Regions from separate parts of the Mus musculus genome. Here regions 1 and 2 are each linked to region 3. A link is a contact called in public Hi-C and Micro-C data. All regions are on one chromosome and are shown on one strand. The core of a region is the stretch at or near the end of the contact, and the rest is flanking DNA. Distances in the headings are between cores, read along the strand shown. Region 1 holds the start of Rnf24 (ring finger protein 24). Region 2 holds the start of Pank2 (pantothenate kinase 2). Region 3 overlaps Rnf24 (ring finger protein 24).

Region 1 (4,091 bases), core at 1,559-4,058, 45 kb after region 3:
TGCCAGAGCAGATGTACTCATCACTGAGCAACCTCTTCAGTCCCAGGTACAGTAATGTTATACTTACATGCTGAGAGGAATGACAGTGGGAAAATAGTAAGCCTGTTTTTCTTTTATTAAACCATTATGTCTTTTGTTTGCTTGAGACTGATCTGTATTATGTAGTCCTAGCTGCCCTGGAATTCAAAGAGGTCCACCTTGCTTCTCCCTCCTGAGTGCTGAGGTTAAAGGCGATCACCATACACCCAGCTTTTAATGTTTCTGTAGGTTCATAAAACTTTCTATGTTCAGAAAAAAAACAGAAACAAACAAACAAACAAAACAAACAAAACCACGGTGATTGTAAGGGACAATAGCCTAGAGTCTGACCTGAGGCTATTCAGGCCACATTCCCTGGCAGAGTGTACTACAACAGCATGTGAGGTACCAGGCCTACCAAAGCAAGGCTGCAGGGAAGTCCTGTGTGATACCAACACATCGAAGATCTATTACGTGTTTGGTTGCGAATTATTATTATTTTAGCAGGGTCTCGTCAGGATCTCTTGTATCCCAGACTGGCCTCAAATTCACTATATAGTCAATCTCCCAAAGGGAGATGGATTACAGGTATGGGCCAGCAAATCTAGTTAATTCCGTCCAAGGGATCAAATCCAGGGTGTTGTGCATGCTAAGCAAGTACTTCGTGTTTGGTCCCTTGAATTAATTTCTGATCACTTAACATTCAGAAACTTTTGATTGCTAATGTTTGTGACTCCCACAGTTATGCAATCCCATATTGGATTGTGACCCACAGTTCACGAAAGAAAGATGCATAAAGCAAGAATTTCATTAAGAATAATGGATTGTCATCCAACCAGTGGAAACTTTCCTTCAAATTAAAAGCAAATGTTTCAGGCAGAGTCTATACATAAACAGATGTTGTGGAGGTTTACATGTCATTTTGTACTGAAATTTTACCAGGGATGAAAATATATGTGACTCAAAAATAAGTAATCTTGAAGAGAATCTTAAAGAAAACTGAACCCACTCAATTATTCATATATAAACTGCATTTTTTTTACCTCCACTATTTTGAATCAAAAGATCATAACAAAAATATTTCAAAAATGTGCTTTTTCACTCTACAAAATTAGAAGGGTAAAAAAGAAACAAAAATATCATTATCCAACTAGAGTAATAACTATCTTCTAAAATTCAAATAATCTTGCTTAAAACAAGATAACAAGGAAAAGTTTGTTGTTTATTGAGACAAGGTCTCATTCTGTGTTATGGCCTGGAAATTACTATGTAAATCAGACTGGCCTTGAAACCACAGAGATCCTACTGCCTCTTCCTCCCAAGTCCAGAGAAGGCATTTTCGGCCACACCTGCCTATCTTAAATACCTCTTTTTAACTGTCTAAGTGAACACACCCTATCAAGTTAAAGCCTATGGAACCCAGCAGCGCTTCCTAGCCTCTTTGGGGACGGAGAAGGGGGGAACCAGGAGCAGGGGCGAGGGGGAATGAAGACAAACAATGGAGGAAAAAAGGGGTGCTTTCTGATAAGTCATGTAAGATGATCTGTTCAGCTAGGCTGCACAACCAAACACACAAAAATTCAGATCAAAGCTAGGGTGCATACCACGGTAATATTTAGGTAATATCCTTTGCCAAAGCATTAAGGGGTGCGGGGCGGGGGCGGGGAGGGCGACGACCGGACTGACAAGAAGGTGGAAAGAACCTGCTAGACCACCTCTTATTAGAGCAGAAAGGCAAGAAACATAATCTGTCTGTATGGAAGAGTGGGGAAAGCAGTGCCCTAGATATATTGGGAGTATTCCTATAGATAGGTACACAAGCACAAAGACCTATTATCATGAACTAAGCCCAGAAAACAATGTTCAGGATGCCGGCGTACCGCCGCTACGTAAATAGATCACCATTAATCGTAAAAGAAAGTGTTCTAAATATACAGAGACATAAGAATGCAGACTCACACTTTCAATGAACAGACCCACTGGTTTTACAATGAGAAACAACGAAACACCAAAAGACCTGTTATCTGAAATAACACCAGAGACGAAGGGGTAAAGATGAAGTTATCTTTACACCTCTTTTCCTTCTGCCCTTTACGACGATCTCAGACGGTCTCATTTCACAGGACACACACCACTAAGGTCTCCGGAAACAAAGCAGGGTCACTAATTCTCTGGCCTGTGGGTGCACGCACGCCCCCCACCCACAAATGATGAGGCCGCCATATGACTTTCATTAATAAATAAGCCAACCAGAGAGGTCTCAGTGTGCCTTGCACGGTGTGACAACCAGGCACGAGACAAGCACCACAAAAGAAGGAGTGGCTCGGGACCAGAAAACCACTGCCACACCGCACCCCCCGAGACCAGCGTCGGTCCCCACCACCGACGCAGAGGCAGCGGCTCCTCCATCCTCCGCCCATCCCGCCTCCCCCGCCCGGGCCCAGCCCGAGGTGACCTCCGGGTGACAGCCCGCGCCGCCCTTTGTGCCTGTATGTGGGGACTAACCCACGGACCCCGGTCTCGGAGGGGGTGCGAGGCCGGCGCGCTGCCCTCAGCATCCCAGAGCCGGACCTGCGGAGCCTGCGCTTCAGCCTCAGCCGCGCGGCGCTCAGGCCCAGCCCTCCCCTCACTCACCCGGGCGACGGGCAGCGGGCGTGCGGGCGGCGGCGCCCGGAGTCAGCTTCTTGCGGTGAACTGCTAGAGCCGCGTCCGTGAGTCCGAGCCGCTGAGCTGGCGGTAGCGACTGCTTAGCTGCGGCCCCGGCGAGGGGCGGGCCCGGCGGGGGAGGGGCGGCGCCGCGCCTCTCATTCATGCCGCGGGGGCGGGGTGTGGGACCCGGATGCCCGGGCAAGTCCCGCCTCCTCACTGAGGGCGCGCGGCTTCATTGTCGGCAAGTGCGCAGGCGCGGCGTCCCTTCCGCTGGGCTACTGGCTGCTCTAGAGGATTGATTCGTGATGCCCAGCTATAAGGTTCATATCTTCTCCGCTGTGTAGTGTTTTCCGTGTATGTGGACGTTCGTAAGAGTTAAAAAAGTAAAGCTTCGCTTCTCGTAGCATCCGGCCCAAGAGTCCTCAAAGGTGAGGTACCCCTAGTTAGATCTTCCACCTGCTGCGCCTGTACAGACAGTGGAAGGAAATATATTTAAGAAACAGTGTGTCCTTTATTTAATTACATCTACTCATTACTCTCGACCCCCAGCTCCTATTCTACACTACAGACAAACTGACTCAGGATTTGGGAGCACTGAGCCCTTGCCTAAATTCTAGCAGGTCAGCGAAAGCATGCAGGAGTTCTCATAGCTACCACTGCTAAAACGGATTAGCAGAGGGTGTGGGTACCGCACCTCAGGCCTCCCTCCCTTAACTTCCCATTTCCCTGGGAGGTATTTCCCCCCCCCCCCCCGCCCCCAATCCTTCTATAAACCATAACTAGTTTGTGACTTTAAATTCATCATGGAAAATGCCCACCAGCCCATTCCTCCAGCTTTAGTAAACCATACATTTCCTAGGAAAGGGGAAGTAAGAAGGACTCAGAATGTTTAATCACAGACCCTCGACCCAACTTCCTCTCTCTCCAAATCAGGCCAACACCTGTGAGCTATTTCCCTTCTCTCCTCCCCACCTCTCCCCTGCCCTCCTCTTCCCTCCTCTCCCCCTCCTTCCCCCGCCCCCCTTCTACCTCTGCTCTCAGGATCCCTGCTGTGTTGTTGCCAGCTTAAAAGTCCTACCTAATTCTGTCACCTTGGCACATAGGCTAAGGCAGATCAGTACCGACATTAGGGTACAAAGCTTTCATATTCTTGGTCTCTTGTTCAAGGAATTGAAATAAAAGCTCTCACCGATGTGTAAAAGTAGCAAGAAAATTTAGTTGAAGCAAAGCAAGGGGGGGGGGGGGAGCAGCAAAGCAAAATAAAAAAAAAAAGAAAGAAAGAAATATTCAGGACACACTACAACGGAGCTGCAGGCCACGTGAGTGAAGATACTCAAGGGCTTGGATTACTATCTCAGGCTTTCTTTTACTGCATTCAAGAGAAGTGTCGCACAAACTAGAGTTGTCCGGGGAGAGGTTACCCC
Region 2 (4,459 bases), core at 1,553-4,052, 45 kb before region 3:
GTTCAGCTTTGTAATTGCAGTGCTAAAGATTGAACTCGGGGCCTCGGGAATATTAGGCAAGTACCGCTAAGCTAGACCCCAGCCTCTGAACTTAATACAGAATCTTATGTTATCGTTATCTCTTTTGCTTTTTTTTTTTTTTTTTTTTTGAAACAGGTTCTCACTATATGGCCCAGGCTGGCCTCAAACTCACAGAGATCGGCCTGTCTCTCTGTCTGCATAGTTCTGGAGTTGATTGGAGGTATGTGCTAACACTTTGCATTTCTGATTTGATTATAAATGTCCCACTTGTGATTAAATTTGATACCATAGAGTGTCAGCAAGTTCACAATATGAAGGGTGTGAAGGGTGAGAATTATATTTAAGAAACAAATCTGGGCATGGTTTGAAAAAGCTGGGGGTGGGTTTTCAGAAATCTATTGATAATTCAATCTGTGCTGTCCCTTTTCTTCTCGGGATAGGGTCTTCCTACATAGCCCAAGGTAGCTTTTAACCTGGGAACCTTCTGAGTGCTGCAGGTACAGGCATGGACCACCATGCTTGGCTCCAGTCTCTGCCTTCTTTTGATTATGCAGGCAGAGAATAGTATAACTTCCCTGCCTATTCTCTTTTTGCCATGATGGAGTCTGAATCTAAGACTTCCCCTATTTGAAGGACTCTCTACTGGAGCTATATCCTCCTCTCCCTGTTCTCTGTCATTTTTTAATTTATCTGCTTTTAGGTAAGTCGCCTCATCATCTAAATGTCTTTAAGCCTTGATCTCCATACTTTACAAATAAAGCTGGTTGGATTGGTTAAGGTTCTGTAATTAGTTGAAATCCCATATTCATTCACTCCTCCGATTCTTCCTTGGCTTGATTCTTCCTTGGCTTCGATTTTGGCTGAGGCTGCAGGAGCAGGAACAGGAGCGGGAGTGGGAGCGGGAGCAGGGAGTGGTGGCTGTCATTACAGGGGCAGCAGCCACAAATGTAGATGGATTAGCTAAGAGGGCCTCGTTCTTATCAACAAGAAGGGAGGTGTGTTCAGTTGCCAGGCATGGTGGCAAAAGTCAGCTAACCAGTCTGCAGATAACACCAGGAGCAAGAACACAGTTTCCTCTGATAGCAAGCACTTCAGGCTTGTAGATCCAATGCACTCCGGCTGGATGCCCAGCCCTAGGAGGTGGGGGGCGGGGGGGGGATGCTAAGTTCAGCAGTAGGGCTTTGATGGCTCTCACTTTGTCTCATCTATCTTGTCTTTATTGTTTACACATAATTCAGAATTCCAATGATGTCTGAAGATTTTAGCTTAAAGCCTAAAAGGAGCTTTCCTCAGGCTCTAGCCCAGTGATTTGGGTCGGTATAATGGCTACACACGGGACAGAGACAGCATGAGAGGCTGGCAGCATGCATTCTTACTTCAGCATGTGGCTGCCTGGTACTCTAGGGGGACCAGAAGAGAGAGTGGAATGGCCAGAAGTTACAGAGGGTTGTGAGCCATGTGGAAGCTGGGAATTGATTCCTGGTCTTCTGAAGAGCAGTCCTACTCTGTTATGGGCATTCCTGATTTTTGTTAGATCCAGTGTGTGTGTGTGTGTGTGTGTGTGTGTGTGTGTGTGTGTTCCTGCGGAAGCTGGAATTTCAAGTTAGGAAATAAGGTTTCCAGAGTTAATTCTACACTGTGGGGTACTAGTTTGGAGCAAGTATGGGAGTGTTTTTCAGCATTCACAAGAGAAGCTCAGGCCGGAACTATTAGTGAGGGAGTAAGTTAGAAGGTAAGAGGGCTGTTATTCAAGGGACATTATCTCCTCCCAAGAAAGGTACTTAGGAAATTGTGAGAAAGCCTCAGTCACTTAAAATTGAGGGACTGAGGGAATGCTTCAGGGGTATATCTGGGTGGGATATCAAGGGTTAGGGCACTTGGGAAGGGCAAACGATTTAAAAAAAAAATCCATCTTCTGTAAAAACCCAGGGGTCTGGAGCTATGGTTCAGTGATTAAGAGCATTTGCTGTTCTTGCAGAGGTCTGGGTTAGATTCCTGGGATCCATATGGGGAAATCCCTCGATTTCTTCTGCCCTCAGCGACCATCAGGCACACACCAGGGTCACAGACATACATGCATGAAAAATGCTCAAACACATTAAAGAAAAACAAACAAACAAAAACCCCAACAACAACAACAACCCCAACCAACCTAACTTCCAAGCCTTCATACTGCCTTCTTCAGGAAGGGGAGTAGGTGAAGGATTTAGAATCCACCTCCTCCCGCCAGTTGTCATGGAGACAAACCTCAGTCTTTTCATTCCTTCTGGTACTGGGAATGAAGTCATAGCACAAAGGAAGAGACGGTGCTTGTACTTTGTGGACTGTAGTGTGGCTCCTACTGCAGCTATAGAACCAGACCCGGGGACAAAGGCTAAGGTTAGTCGCAGCTCAGAGTCCTTCCTTCTGTTAACACTTCTCAGTAGCTTCGGGGGCTCTATTGGGCGGGAGGAAGGAGTGATTCGTGAACAGAGAAGAGATAGTAGACTCCCTGGAGTTCTAGGGAATAGGGGAGCAGCTTGGCCACCGCTCTCGCGGATGCACAAGAGAGGGCGCCCCTCACTCAAATCCTTTGGGCCCCTCCACGATCGCTCCCAGCCTGCGCTGACCCCGCCTTCATCCGTCCAGAGTGCCTGTCGTTGGATGGTGGCGCGGTCTCTTCGGCTGGAGTCTGGGAGCCTATTGGACAAGACCTCTGGAACCCGCCCCTAGCCAGCTCGGATTGGCTAGCTGCACGTTGGCGCAACGGAAAAGGCGGCAGCCGGCGTGCGCCTGCGCTCCAGCGGGCTGCGCGGAGGCGGCAAGGCGGCGCTGGGGGGCTGGCTCGGGCGGCAGCGGCGGCTGTTGCGGATGGGAGCGGGCCGGTTTGGCGCGCCTATGGAGCGCCAGGGCAGGGCTGCCGCCACCTCAGCCGCGGTCGGCGAGTCTGCGGACTCGGAAGCGCGGAGGCGGGACCCGCTGAGGCGCCGGGCGAGTAGCGCGGCGCCGTCGGGGTCCGGGGAGGCGGAGAGTGTGAGACGGGAGCGGCCCGGCTCTCTAGGCGGCTCCACCTCGGCCGGCCGCCCGCGCGCCGAAGGCCTCCGGAAGAGGCGGCCGCGTAAGTGCCCCGGCACGGCCGTCGTTGTTTGCGCGCCGGCGGTGCCCGCGCGAGGGCTCCCCGCCACTTCCTCCCTGTCCCCTGGGGTGTTCTTTTCCTGAGACTCCCTCTTTTTTTCTTGAGAAGGCTCCTCCTCTCCCAAGTCCCTTTGAATCATCCATCGCGCTCACAACTGAAGCCTTTTCTATGGTGATTAATTTGGAGGTTGCTAGAAAATGCCCCTGAGGCGCAGCAGGCCCAAAACTCGACTCTGGGCTCGATACGCTTCTAAGCTTTGCTCGGTTTTCTTCCCGAGAGAATTCAGGTCATCTCGCATCCAGAGGTTTTCCCCCGTTTCCCTTCCGTTAGTTCACGGGAATTCCGGTTTCAGCCATAGCATTCTGGGCAGTAAAGCCTTTTCTTTGGAAGGGAGTCGACCTGTTCCTCAGTTACTCTTAAGCCTAGGGAGTTACTCTTTTCAGAGAATCGGGTTCTCATTTTATTACCAATTTGTGTTTCTTGTCTTGTGTGTTTTCTCCCCTTTAAAGCCTTTAGGGCTGTTGTCTAGCATCCACGACTACTGCTGAAAGTGTCAATTGTCCTAATACTGTAATAGGAACTTTTCAGCATAGCTGTCTGTGTTTTACATGTGGTTAAGACCTGGATATCAGATTACGGTATGAGGAAGGTAAATGCTGAGTGCAGGCAGGCTATGAGAATTACGGGAAGTGGCTTGATGTGTGAGGTCTGTTGGATAGTCCGCGCCCAGCCCTACCTGCTCACCCCCACCCCAGTTGCTTTTATCGATGATTTGAGCGATTGGATGTAGCTCTGTTTTGCCATGGAAGGTTTGGAGGATGTATGTATGTATGTATGTTTAGTACTTTATATCACTATATGTATATATTTTTTTTTTCTTTTCTCGACTTGTAAGAGATTTTATAATACCAGCCACTTGGGAGGTGGAGGCAGAGGAATATGAAATTTAAGACCCTGTCCTAAAAGAAAAAAGGAAAACGGATTTTCAAAGAGTTCCTGTTGTAGAATCGTTTGCTTGATAAATAACTTCCTTATTACACTTATTTATCGTGTGTGTCTGTATTGGTGTAGGTCAGAGGACAACTTTGCCCAGTCCTGGGGATGGAGCTCAGGTTGTCAGACTTGAGGGCAGGTTTTGTTTTGTTTTGTTTTTTTTTTGTTTTTTGTTTGTTTGTTTTTTTTTTTTTTTTGGTTTTTTTCAAGACAGGGTTTCTCTGTGTAGCCTTGGCTGTCCTGGAACTTCACTCTGTAGACCAGGCTGGCCTCGAACTCAGAAATCCGCCTGCCTCTGCCTCCCGAGTGCTGGGATTAAAGGCATGTGCC
Region 3 (4,102 bases), core at 566-3,065:
TTTCTGTATAGCCCTGGATGTCCTAGAACTCACTCTGTCTTGGATGTCCAGGCTGGCCTCACTCTCACAGAAATGCTGGGATTAAAGGCATGTGCCACCACCAGCTGAGTTAATTTTTTAAAGAGCTCAAGCTGATCTTGAACTCACTCTGTAGCTAATAATGACTTTTAACCTCTCATCTTCCTGCCATGACCTCTTGAATGGCTGTGATTCCCCATGCTCTGTTTAGGTGGTGCTGAAGACTGGACGCGGGTCTTTGTGCATGCTTAGCAGACACTCTTCTAAGTTCCACTTCCAGCTATACTTCTGAGAGTAGAGCAATACTTTCCTTTTCTTGAAGACATAGATAAATTCGGTAGAAGCAATAACCTCATATTCAGTAAAGTAGTTTTGGCTGATGAGAATTGTAGTTCATACAAGATTAAATATAAAGTAAATTTTATTTTGGAAGTTTGATTATTATATGCCAATGTCCTCAGAAAATTTTTACCTAAATCTGTTTTGGGTGTGTGGTAACAAACATCAGCTGAAATGAACGGAACATTGAAAAAATTCTATCAAAAAATAAAAATTTCATAATACACATCATTAAAAAAATTTTGGAGGCTGGAGAGATTTCAGTTGTTAAGAACACTGACTTCCTTTTCAGAGGACCCAGGTTCAATTCTCAGCACCCACATGGCAGCTCACACCCTCTGTAACTCCAGTCTCAGAGGATCTGACTCTCTCATGCCTTCTTTAGGCCTAAGGACACCAGGCAAACACACAGTGTGCCGACAAACATGCAGGGAAAACACCTGTACATGTAAAATATTTTTTAAAAAATTTTAAGATTAATTTATTTTATGTATATAAGTATACTGTAGCTGTCTTCAGACACACCTGAAGAGGGCATTGGATCCCATTATAAATGGTTGTGAGCCACCCTGTGGTTGTTGGGAATTGAACTCAAGACCTCTAGAAGAGCTCTTAACCACTGTGCCATCTCTTCACAGCCTCTACTTATGTTTATCTTTTTTTTTTTGTTTTTGTTTTTGTTTTTCGACAGGGTTTCTCTATATAGCCCTGGCTGTCCTGGAACTCACTCTGTAGACCAGGCTGGCCTCGAACTCAGAAATCAGCCTGCCTCTGCCCAGCTTATGTTTATCTTAAAGGGGAAAATCAGAGAAGTTAAATTTGGTTAAAATGTTTAAATTCTAGATGTTTAACATTCAAATAGAAAATGATTTAAGGGGGCTGGAGAGATGGCTCAGCAGTTAAGAGCACTGACTGTTCTACTAGAGGTTCTGAGTTCAACTCCCAGCACCCACGTGGTGGCTCACAACCATCTGTAATGGGATCTGGGGGACAGTATATCACATACATAAAATAAATAAATAAATCTTTAGGAAAGATTTAAGGGAAATCGCATTTTCATAAATCACAAAGCAAGCTGCTGTCCACCCAGAGGATGATGTGCTAAAATCTTACGCATCTCAGGACTAGGTTACCTTTCACCTCACCTCACCTCACCTCACCTCACCTCACCTCACCTCACCTCACCTCACCTCACCTCACCAGTTCTCCGTGAATTCTACCTATTAAATGACCATCAAGGCCAGTTTTACTCTATAGTTAACTTATACCCAAACGTCTTGTAGATACTTAAGATTATGACAGGACTGAGACAGGCGACTTATTCATTTAGAAACTTCAGCATTCATCTGTGCTAGGCCCACATGGCAGACGCCAGAGGCCACAGTAGTCATGCACGGTGCACAATGAGTTCCCCTCAAACACTTCCACACAGTCAAACAGAAGGACACACAACTCTAAAATGTGACCTCAGAGTCAGCAGAGCCAAAGAAGCCACCTCTCTTACTGTCTCAGAGAAGCTAAGGACATCAACAATGTCATGTTTGGGGCCAAAATTAAGGGAAATCTAGGACCACTATTTGATTATGTTAGCAGTAAAATATTAATAGATGATACATGGAAGTATAAACTACTGTTTTTGCTTCAAGAAAAGGTAGCGTCTATCAGCATGGCAACACAGGCCTGTTAGCACTTGGAAGGCCGTGATGGGGATTGCATCATGTTCAGACCAGCCTGGACTACAAAATAGGTCCCAGGTCAACCCTGGGCATTTAGTAAGATCCTGCTTAAAACAACAAAACATGCCAACACCAACAAAGCAAGCTGGGGTGATCAAAAACATGTGGGTGAAAGGCTGCTGACCCAAGGGCAAGAGTGAACACAGGAACACAGCTGGCTCCTCTGGGCAGCCCCTATTGTTCATAAAAGAGGAGACCCACACAGTGGGATATGCACTCCATTAAGTCAGTGGTGACTTGAAGTGTTACAGATGACAACATTTTTCTTCGACAAATACTGGCTGAAATTCCGTCATCTTATCCTATCACCTAAATTTTCTATAGCTTCAAATAAAAGATCACATTAGAAAATCAAATTGCTCTATTCTGTGGTATAAACTGACAAAGGAAAAGCGAAGATGAACCCATAGTAAGAGAATTCCAGCCTAAACTATGAATGGAACTCAGTCTCAAAGTTTATTGAAAAGCACAGTAAAAGCTACTTGTAATTCAATTTCTCACCTGTTTGTAGGCATAAAATTCTTTGTGTGCTTGATGTCTCAGCCTAAAAGACACAAATGAATGGTGAGATATTGAGATTTTGGAGAGAGTTCCCACTGAACCATGGGATAGTACCCACTCTTAAGTTCTAGAGAAATCTCATTGAAATAAGAATCTCAATACATCAAACATTGTAATGAAGATAAAGATTTTTCATGTTAAGCAAAGTCTTAGTTCAATAGTTAATTTGTCTCATTCTTCTTAATTAAAAAAATTAATACACAAATTCAATAAAGTGCAAAAAACTAAGTACATAGTTCAGAAATGTAAAAAATGCATCTGCAGGAATAATTCTCATCTACATCAAGATATAGGTTCTTCCGAGGATCCCTGAAGCTTCTAAGTGACCTTTCCCAGTCAGTGTCCACCCTTAGAACTGCCCAATTGGCCAAATGTAGGTTAGCTGTGCTTGCTTTAAGATTCACATCCATGGGTCGCTTGGTGCATTCTCCTTTGTATTTGGTTTCTTCCAATCCAGAGTCCCTAACGGATATTCTTTTTGTATCCAGTTTCAGAAATGTCTGCTTAGCCAAAGATTAAGAGGATAATTCTCTCCCGAAAAACCAAAAATGAATGAATGAATGAATGAATGAATAAAGGATAATTCTCCTGAAGTCAATGTCTGGAGACAAACATGATATCCCAGCACTTGGAGACAGTGGTAAAGGGATCAAAAGTTTAAGGTCATTCTTGGCTACAGAGAATTTGAGGCCAGCCTGGGCTACATAAGACAGTCTCAAGACAATGCCCCACATTCTGAAAAATCACGTTTTATTTTATCTACTACATTAAGGGCTGAGAGCTCTATTTTATGTGAATTGTAAGGTAGGGTCTTAGATTCTTTTTATCCCTAAACTGATTCTTACTGGCTCTATAACATTTATCAAGTTCCTTCTTTCCCCATGAACTGCAGCACCTGTCTGTTACCAACTACCACGTGCAACATGTGGACTTTCTCCTCCGCATGGCACCCTGCCAGTGCTCTCTCTTGCATACTGGCTGCAATGGCATCCGTTAAAACTCTGAATCCTGGGTCTGGTGTAACTTAGGCGATGGAGAGACAGGAAAAAGGTCAGGTGACTAGGTGACTGCAGAGCAGAAGCCAAACAGCAGCCGTAAGTCAAGGAGAGCTAGGGTCTGCTGGTCGTTACCAGAAGCTAGGAAGAGGCTAGGAAGTGGCCATGTCCTAACAAACACACACTTTGGTTGTCTGGACTCACCTGTTTCACAGTTGAGAGGGTCCTAGAAACCTAGCGCCCCGTGTCAATACCATGCTTGCTTTCTTTTCCTTTCTTTTCTTTTTTCCCTTTCCTTTCCTTTTTCCTTTCTCTCTCTCTCTCTCTTTCTTTCTCTCTCTCTCTCTCTCTCTCTCTCTCTCTCTCCCCCTCCCTCCCTCTTTCTTTCTTTCTTTCTTTCTTTCTTTCTTTCTTTCTTTCTTTCTTTCTTTCTTTCTTTCTTTCTTTCTTTCT

What was found. Hi-C and Micro-C count contacts between places; a contact is called where the count stands out from the background.
Region 1: a Hi-C map of liver shows a contact between it and region 3, with 2.2 times the contacts expected there. The contact joins the promoter of Rnf24 here to the enhancer-like site in region 3. A contact is called at or near these places in 2 of 39 promoter capture datasets (liver and macrophages), 1 of 15 datasets of contacts at CTCF or cohesin (CD8 T cells), 19 of 484 Hi-C or Micro-C datasets (ECoMG-derived neutrophils, the P5424 cell line, astrocytes and 9 more), 12 of 115 datasets of contacts at active chromatin or transcription factors (CD8 T cells, bone marrow-derived macrophages, embryonic fibroblasts and 7 more) and 3 of 9 other capture datasets (adipose tissue, liver and pancreatic islet).
Region 2: a Micro-C map of brown adipocytes shows a contact between it and region 3, with 1.8 times the contacts expected there. The contact joins the promoter of Pank2 here to the enhancer-like site in region 3. A contact is called at or near these places in 8 of 39 promoter capture datasets (the 3T3-L1 cell line, 3T3-L1-derived adipocytes, the HPC-7 cell line and 5 more), 7 of 484 Hi-C or Micro-C datasets (Th1 cells, bone marrow-derived macrophages, brown adipocytes and 3 more), 3 of 115 datasets of contacts at active chromatin or transcription factors (double positive thymocytes and embryonic stem cells) and 4 of 9 other capture datasets (adipose tissue, embryonic stem cells, liver and 1 more).

Annotation. Positions count from the first base shown.
Region 1 is chr2:131,350,084-131,354,174 of GRCm38.p6, forward strand. It overlaps Rnf24 (ring finger protein 24), which reads right to left and starts at 2,809. Exons shown (of 6, transcript NM_178607.4): 1 at 2,653-2,809. It overlaps Gm30590 (a long non-coding RNA gene), which reads left to right and starts at 2,749. Exons shown (of 2, transcript XR_374984.2): 1 at 2,749-3,095.
Region 2 is chr2:131,259,698-131,264,156 of GRCm38.p6, forward strand. It overlaps Pank2 (pantothenate kinase 2), which reads left to right and starts at 2,803. Exons shown (of 7, transcript NM_153501.2): 1 at 2,803-3,118. The coding sequence starts at 2,872.
Region 3 is chr2:131,305,881-131,309,982 of GRCm38.p6, forward strand. It overlaps Rnf24 (ring finger protein 24), which reads right to left. Exons shown (of 6, transcript NM_178607.4): 3 at 2,595-2,637. Among named protein-coding and RNA genes, the nearest start is that of Mir103-2, 20 kb to the left of the region's middle. Within about 2 kb of position 1,816, at least 8 of the 459 cell types and tissues checked have an H3K27ac peak or open chromatin away from gene starts, as enhancers often do. A contact at or near this core is called in 3T3-L1-derived adipocytes, adipose tissue, brown adipocytes and 2 more, where this site is marked.